Linked DNA regions of Mus musculus: region 1 is linked to region 2. Evidence: chromatin contacts called from public Hi-C data. All regions are on one chromosome and are shown on one strand. Each heading gives the region's core, a stretch centred on a gene start, on an enhancer-like site or on the middle of the called end of the contact. The rest is flanking DNA. Distances are from core to core; before and after follow the strand shown. Region 1 holds the start of 4930405O22Rik (RIKEN cDNA 4930405O22 gene). Region 2 overlaps Fbxl17 (F-box and leucine-rich repeat protein 17).

Region 1 (3,495 bases), core at 65-2,564, 51 kb after region 2:
GCTTCTTGGTCATGATGTTTGTGCAGGAATAGAAACCCTAACTAAGACAGTCATGTAAGAGGTAAATCAACTGTGGTGGGAGATCTATTCCAAAGTGTAGCTGCCAATATGTCAGCCCATAAGAACCACCAGTGTGCAGCCCCTCAGGCTTGTCCTTATTGGGGTGTGACTCCAGTGGTGTACCTGCCTATGAGCTGACTGGAGGACTCTGGAGTGTGCAGCTTGGCAGTGACTTGCCCGTGTTTCTTTAAACGATCTTCCACTCACCAAGCAAGCCTTGGACAGGAACCCTGACTTTGGTCCGTCAGCACCTTCCCCATCTGGTGTAAATACAAGTTGATGGGAATAGGCAGGGAGAAATGCTAACATTCATCTAATACCCAAGAAGCTATTTTTGATATTCAATAATACCATCTTATCTTTTAAACTACGGGTAATAAAAGCTAAAAGCCAGAGTGATCACAAGTCTACTACTTATAGTCTTGTGAACTGACTGCAACCTGAATTTTCTACAGACCAAATACAAGGTTAATCAAGGAAAGTCTTGAAATGTCTTTTCATTTTTAAGGGAAGATCTTTTTTTTTTTTTTTTCAGTGTAATCTATCCCCAAAACACTCAGCTTTATTCTATGGATACTGGTTATGTGTGTGTGCCGTATCGCAGCTGAGGGCAACCTAGGGCTGGAGTTTTTACAGTGATGGGTGCTGAGGATCAACTGGTGCTTTCTTTTGCAAAGTTGGAAGAGCCTCCTCCTTGCTCTTTGCCTCCACGTGGGAACCTGCTACTTATCTCTTCAGACACAGGACCCACAAGCCGTGTGCTTTACAAACGGGCGCGATCACCTGCCGGTACCCACGCCTGAGAGGAGGGTGGCATGGCACCAGAGAGAAAGCTGCCATACACGATAAGTGCACACTGATGAGATTACCTAATTATTGCAGAGCTTATCACTGCCCAGCAAGGATCTGCTCCAGAAAATGCACTGCTCTTACAAAGCCTGCACCGCACACCAAAGTCCTGATGTACATTTAGAAGACAAAGTTTCCAGGCAGACATTTCAGTAACGTGCTTTGTCCTCACAATAAACGCTTCAGTATGTCCACATATACTTTTATTTCGGACATAGGGAATTCAAATACAGTGGTAAAGTAGAAAACCACATTTAACTCTGGTCCAGAGAGAATTGGAGGAGATAAGTTGAAATTACCCGTGTCTAAACTCCTGATGATCCAGATCAGAACCCATACATTATTAGAACTAATTATGGTGGTGTCCTTCCTTGTTCAGCTCACATTTGGGACATCAAGCTGGTGAGACTTTCTGAATGTGGCTTCTGCTGTTACTAGGAGATTACTATGCAGTCTATGACATCACCAAGCAGTCTCACAGCAAACCCCTGATCCTCTGGCTCCTACTCTTTCTACTCTCCTCTTCTGTAAGAGGTGATTGCAGAAAGCAGTGAATGAGAAAGATGGTCTGCCCAGAGAAGAGCGCACCAACTGGGTGTCCGGTTTCAAATAATCAGCCCTGAAAACAGACAGTGAAGGAACACTGTACAGACCAAACAGCTAACATTTAGGAATGTATGTGTGGGCAATAAAAAAACTGGTGAAAGCAGAGACCCCTGTGGAGTGAAGTACTTGGGAGGGTTTGCGGGGGAGGAAAGAAAAGATAGAAATGTAATTGTACTATAATCAGAAAAATAAACTATTTGTGGGTTTGGGGAGATGGCTTGGTGAATAACATGCTTGTTGTGCAGAATGAACACCTGCACTGGGATCCCCACAACCCACATTAAAAAACTGATCATGGCCACACATACACACATACACACATACACAATAACCTCAAAAGTGTGGCTGTGTGCGCTCACTGTAAGTTCAGTGATGAGGCCAGCTCGTCTTAATTACAATTCCTACTGACGTGATGAAGCACCGTGACCAAAGCAACTCCAAAAGGAAAGGATTTATTTGGCTTACATATCCCCAGTCACAGTCCATTGATAGAAGCCAAGGCAAAACTCAAACTGGGCAGGAACCTGGAGGCAGGAGCTGATGCAGAGGCCATGGGGAATGCTGCTTACTGGGTTGCTTCCCCTGGCTTGCTCAGCCTGCTTTCTTATAGAATCCAGGGATGGTACCACCCACAATTGGCTCAGCACTGCCACATCAATCACTAATTAAGAAAATGCCCTGTAATCATGCCTACAGCCTGAACTTATGAAGGTATTTACTCAATTAAAGTTCTCTTCCCTCAGATGACTCTAGCTTGTGTCAAGTTGACATAAAACTATCGACTATAGCACCCAAAGTCCTCCTCTGTACTTTATAGTGATACACAGAGATGTGTTGTCCTACCCCCACACAGGCACATGGGTGTGCACACCTACCCACATACAGCACAAAATCTGACTGCTTGATTTTTTGTTTTTGTTTTTGTTTTTTAATTTTAAGGTAATCGTATTTTTTTCCTAGAATATTTCTGCTGCTTTTATGCAATTCCTCAAAACAGCTTCCTGAATGTTGACATTTATAAGTGCAACTCAAAAGGACAGGTCTGGTGGCACAATGAGATGCCACTCAGTAATTTTTCTGAAGTTTGCTAAATGAGGGAGGGCATCAAGCAGACAAGGGTTTAGGGAGGTCAGATGGGAAGGATGTGTCTCCCCCAAAAACTGTGCAACTGGCCGTCTTGCCAAGGTCTGGCTCGTCCCTTGCTGACTTTAATGTGAGTACAGGTACATACTGCCTGCAGAACCTAAAGACCTGTTTTACATATAGATGGGTGTGGCTTATTCCATGAGAAATTTAGAGAACATGCTCAAAAATTGAGATTAAACCCAAAATATTAAAATCTGCATATATGAAACTTTTAAAAATCAATGTGACACAAAGAAAATGTACTTAGCAATATTCCACTTAGAAAATGCTATCCATGGTTATACAACCAGATATACAAACATGAAGAAAATGCAAAAATGGCATGACTTCTCAGTCTCAATATAAGGCAAAAAGCACCAACTGCCAGGGGAAACTAACTGCCACATCCCGTTAGGGGATCAAACTATAATTGGGTAATAAAAAAAAAAAAAAGAGCTAAAAGAGGGGCCTTGGGTGACTGGGACTTCAGTACAAAAGTTTATTTTATCATCACATGCCCCAAGTGTCCTGTCTTCTACTCAGGTAAAGTGACTGGTGCAGTGTGAGGAATGCTAAGCTCCTCCTATTTCTACCTCACTGTTAAGAACTTGTGGGCAGCTCCATGCTGAAGAAATAAGACACTCACCTGACTGTAGCTACTGACTGCTAAAGTTGTTTAACAGCCACAGTGTGCTCTGGTTAAAACCTAACCGTACGCTCTTACTCTCTGGCCTCTCTTGCCTCCTCTTGCCCTGCCCCCTCCCCATTCTCTTCCCCTTATTTTTCTTTATGTTCATAATAAGCCACTTTAGATCTACTTTAGATTATTTGGTAATAATTGGCATCAGACAAGAG
Region 2 (3,422 bases), core at 647-3,146:
ATAGTCACATGACGCCTAAGAAAATGATTCTGAGACATGCATTTTAAATGCCCAGGTGAATTATTTTTCTGATTTGCATACTGAGAGGCCGGCAGACTTCTCCACAGCTGATCTCTGTTGTTGTTCTTTCCCTCACTGGGCTAGTGTTAGAATGGTCTAGAACAATTTCTGGCTGTCCACAGTTTTGTTACTCATCCAGTAGGGTTTATAACTTGAAATCCAGGTCAAGAAATTAAGTATGTTCACGGATACATATTTAATTAAAGTCTCGGTTGCTGGTGGTGCAGGTGTGGGCTTCCCTCAGTCACTTAAGCTCTCTGGGCTGCATTCTTCCTTTTTAAAAGCCATGGGAAATGTTCCTTACACATCAAGAACTCTGAGCTCCCCAGATAAAAGCACGCATGTGCGTGTGATGTGTATTTATTGCCTGTCTACTGATGAGAGGTGGTGGTCTTCTGCTGGAAATGGGATTGGAGATTTTGACTATAACAGAGAAGAAAGGGCCACAAATGAGTAACAAGCAGTCAGAATAAAGAAAATTGAAAAAAAGGGCAGTGTTTTTAACAAACGAAACATCAGTTATGAAACTGGTGGTTTAATTTGGTATGCTTTCCACTTTTAAAAAATTGAGCTCAACTGCATGTATAATGAGCTACAAGCAGAAGGTACATTAAGTAGTACATGAATAAAAAATGACCTTTTCATTTGCTCTTCCGTAGCTTGGCATTCCTATATTATTAAAATATAATGTATTAAAGATTAAGTAAGCATATTAGCATACAGACATCATGCTTCTGTGGCCATGGACATGACGGCTAGCCAATATAAAGACAGAAATCCACCCATGTATATTCATAGTTTAATAAAGTAAGTATCAATTAAAGTGAACACAGGCCTTCTAACAACAATTAACGTCAATTATTTCTCCGGGTATTGGGAAGAAGGCAGTGAGCAGAGACTCCTGAAGGGAGCCACAAATAATAATCACAAAGCAGTCAGTTGCAGGGAGAAGCTGAATTTCATGCTATAGAAAACTATTAAAGAGCTAAAGTCCCTGGCCTAATGCAATGTATCACAACAGTCCAGAAATTAAAAGACTGAAACAATTTTCATGATAATATTTTTGAAACTCAGCCACTTATTAATTACATTTCATCAAAAAATCATTATTTTCCTGTCACTTAAAATATATAATAGATGTGCAGTGTTGAGAAAGTGCACAAAGAATTGTAAAAGCATGATGTAAAGTTATCAAATCCCACAGGCGAGGTTTCCCTTTCACCTCGCGTATAAACAGAACAGGCTCATAAAAGGAAACACAGAATTAAGAAAAATGAAAAAACAAAGCAAAACAACAAAACAAACAAAACAACGCAGAGAACTGACACCGCAAGTTTACTGCAATTGCTGCCACCTACATATACTCTTTTTTATTTCACTTTCTTTTGTGTTTTGCTTTTCCTCTTTTTACATCTCAATTATCGTTATATTATAAAGACACAATCTTCTGGCATGCTCTTTTCAGTTATGTGAAGAGTATTTTTTAAAGGGTGCATGTTCATGGAAAGTTATTTTTATTTTTCTCTCTGAGCACTGCTTTCGCCTCTCATGGTGGAGAGTAGACATGTCTTAATGTACACAGAGGAGGTTCTGTGGGACCCGGGAAGGAAAGGACACAGTGCCAGTGACCATCCGGAAGGTCTGCCTTCGCCAGGTCACGTTCTGAAGATTTTAGCCCTGTACTTCCATTACTACAAAATGTTGTGGAGTAACCAAGAATAACCTAACAGGTAGCTAGCAACTTCCCAGTGCTGAGCTGAGCTTCCACAGACCTGAGCTGTCTACTCCCTCCACTGTAGACCCTGCCGTGTGTTCAAGGAACGGCAGCACAACCCTTAGTCAGCAACTAGATAAGACAGCGCATCTCTGAACTGCTCCTGGTCTGTGCATCCAAAGGGCGGGCCTGTGTGAAATTGATAAAGTGTGTGCCAGAGAACAGAACTCATTCAAATATGTACTTACTAAAATCAGTCAAGTTGATACTTAATGTCTTTAAAAGGAAAGTGAGTAGGAATCACACAAAGCATGCTACACTGAAATCGAAGGTCCATGTTGTGGGGTACACTTCTGTTTGCACTGATGTAGACGTGAGCAGAGCGTTAAAATAGATATGGCTGTCTTATGTTCTCTATGGTTTCCTTGGATGGAAAAAAAAGTGATTTTATTTTTAAAAGTCAGCTTGCTATAAATAAAATTTATCATGTACTGATGTATTATTTCTCAATTTCTTCTTCATATTATCTCTTGGAGATAGATGGCAATAACAGACACATTAAAATGACACTAAAAGCCGCTTTTTATAGTTTTAATTATTTTTTCCTCTTTGGTAATAAAAATGATGGGGTGTGTTTGCATGTGTTATATATTGAGAGGCTATAATACTGTTTAAATATTCATAATTGTGGAAATAACTCTCACTTGGTATTTTGAAAATAAAATAGACTGTTTGTACTCCATTTATATTCTGCCCCTCTATTAATGCATATTGTGGGCACACCTATATTGATGTCGATCAATCACTACCGTGCCTCTTATTAAGCCCTGAAGAATGCTGCAGAAGGACAATTTTCCTTTACGAGTCCATTAGGTTTCACTTTCTGAGAAATAATTTCACAATTAGTAATATAGGTAATGAGCATTGTTTTTCCACTGCTCTTGGAACTCGGACTTTAGTAAAGCCATTGCACATGTTCACTCCGTGTGCAGGCCCTCCTCCTTGGCACATGTTCACTCCGTGTGCAGGCCCTCTGCCTTAGAGTTCCTTCTAAGAAACAAAGACCACATGGATGACCCCATAGCCATGGAGCAGACATGCCTCCTGAAGTCCCACAGGGTCTCACAGGTCTCCTGAGAGCTGCATTTTAACAGGGTTTCCAGTGAGGCTGCATCCCTCCATGGTCCAGAAGACAGAAATATGGAGTTATTGATGTGCGTGCTTGTGTGTGTGTGCATGTATGTATGTGGGTGTGTCTATGTATGTGTGTATTTATGTGTATGTATGTATGTTTATATCTATGTACATGTGTGTAATATATACTTCACTCACTGCATTATAAGATTATAGGACTTATGATAACCATGAATTTAATATTAAAGTACTTGAAATAGTTCACATACTATTCTTAAAGATAATAGTATCTTTTATTAACTACATATAAATTTTTCTAAATAAAATGAAATCTGTAAAACATGTTTCAGTTGTATAGTTTGAATCTACAACTTGAGAGCACTATCAAATATTCAAGCTTCTTTTTAATATATCATTTTAGGAGGCAAATTGTTATAAATTTCCTCCATTTATTACTTTGTCATTTAGATTATCTTGCATATTTTCACAAATCTGTAAGACTTATGATTTTTAA

The links. Hi-C and Micro-C count contacts between places; a contact is called where the count stands out from the background.
Region 1: a Hi-C map of erythroblasts shows a contact between it and region 2, with 2.2 times the contacts expected there. The contact joins the promoter of 4930405O22Rik here to the enhancer-like site in region 2. A contact is called at or near these places in 2 of 15 datasets of contacts at CTCF or cohesin (the G1E-ER4 cell line and the NIH/3T3 cell line), 4 of 484 Hi-C or Micro-C datasets (the G1E-ER4 cell line, the N1E-115 cell line, erythroblasts and 1 more) and 1 of 115 datasets of contacts at active chromatin or transcription factors (bone marrow-derived macrophages).

What each region holds. Positions count from the first base shown.
Region 1 is chr17:63,311,659-63,315,153 of GRCm38.p6, forward strand. It overlaps 4930405O22Rik (RIKEN cDNA 4930405O22 gene), which reads right to left and starts at 1,315. Exons shown (of 4, transcript NR_130176.1): 1 at 1,209-1,315. All of the region lies in intron 6 of Fbxl17 (F-box and leucine-rich repeat protein 17), which reads right to left.
Region 2 is chr17:63,260,050-63,263,471 of GRCm38.p6, forward strand. All of the region lies in intron 6 of Fbxl17 (F-box and leucine-rich repeat protein 17), which reads right to left. Among named protein-coding and RNA genes, the nearest start is that of Gm41607, 36 kb to the right of the region's middle. Within about 2 kb of position 1,897, at least 20 of the 459 cell types and tissues checked have an H3K27ac peak or open chromatin away from gene starts, as enhancers often do. A contact at or near this core is called in the G1E-ER4 cell line and erythroblasts, where this site is marked.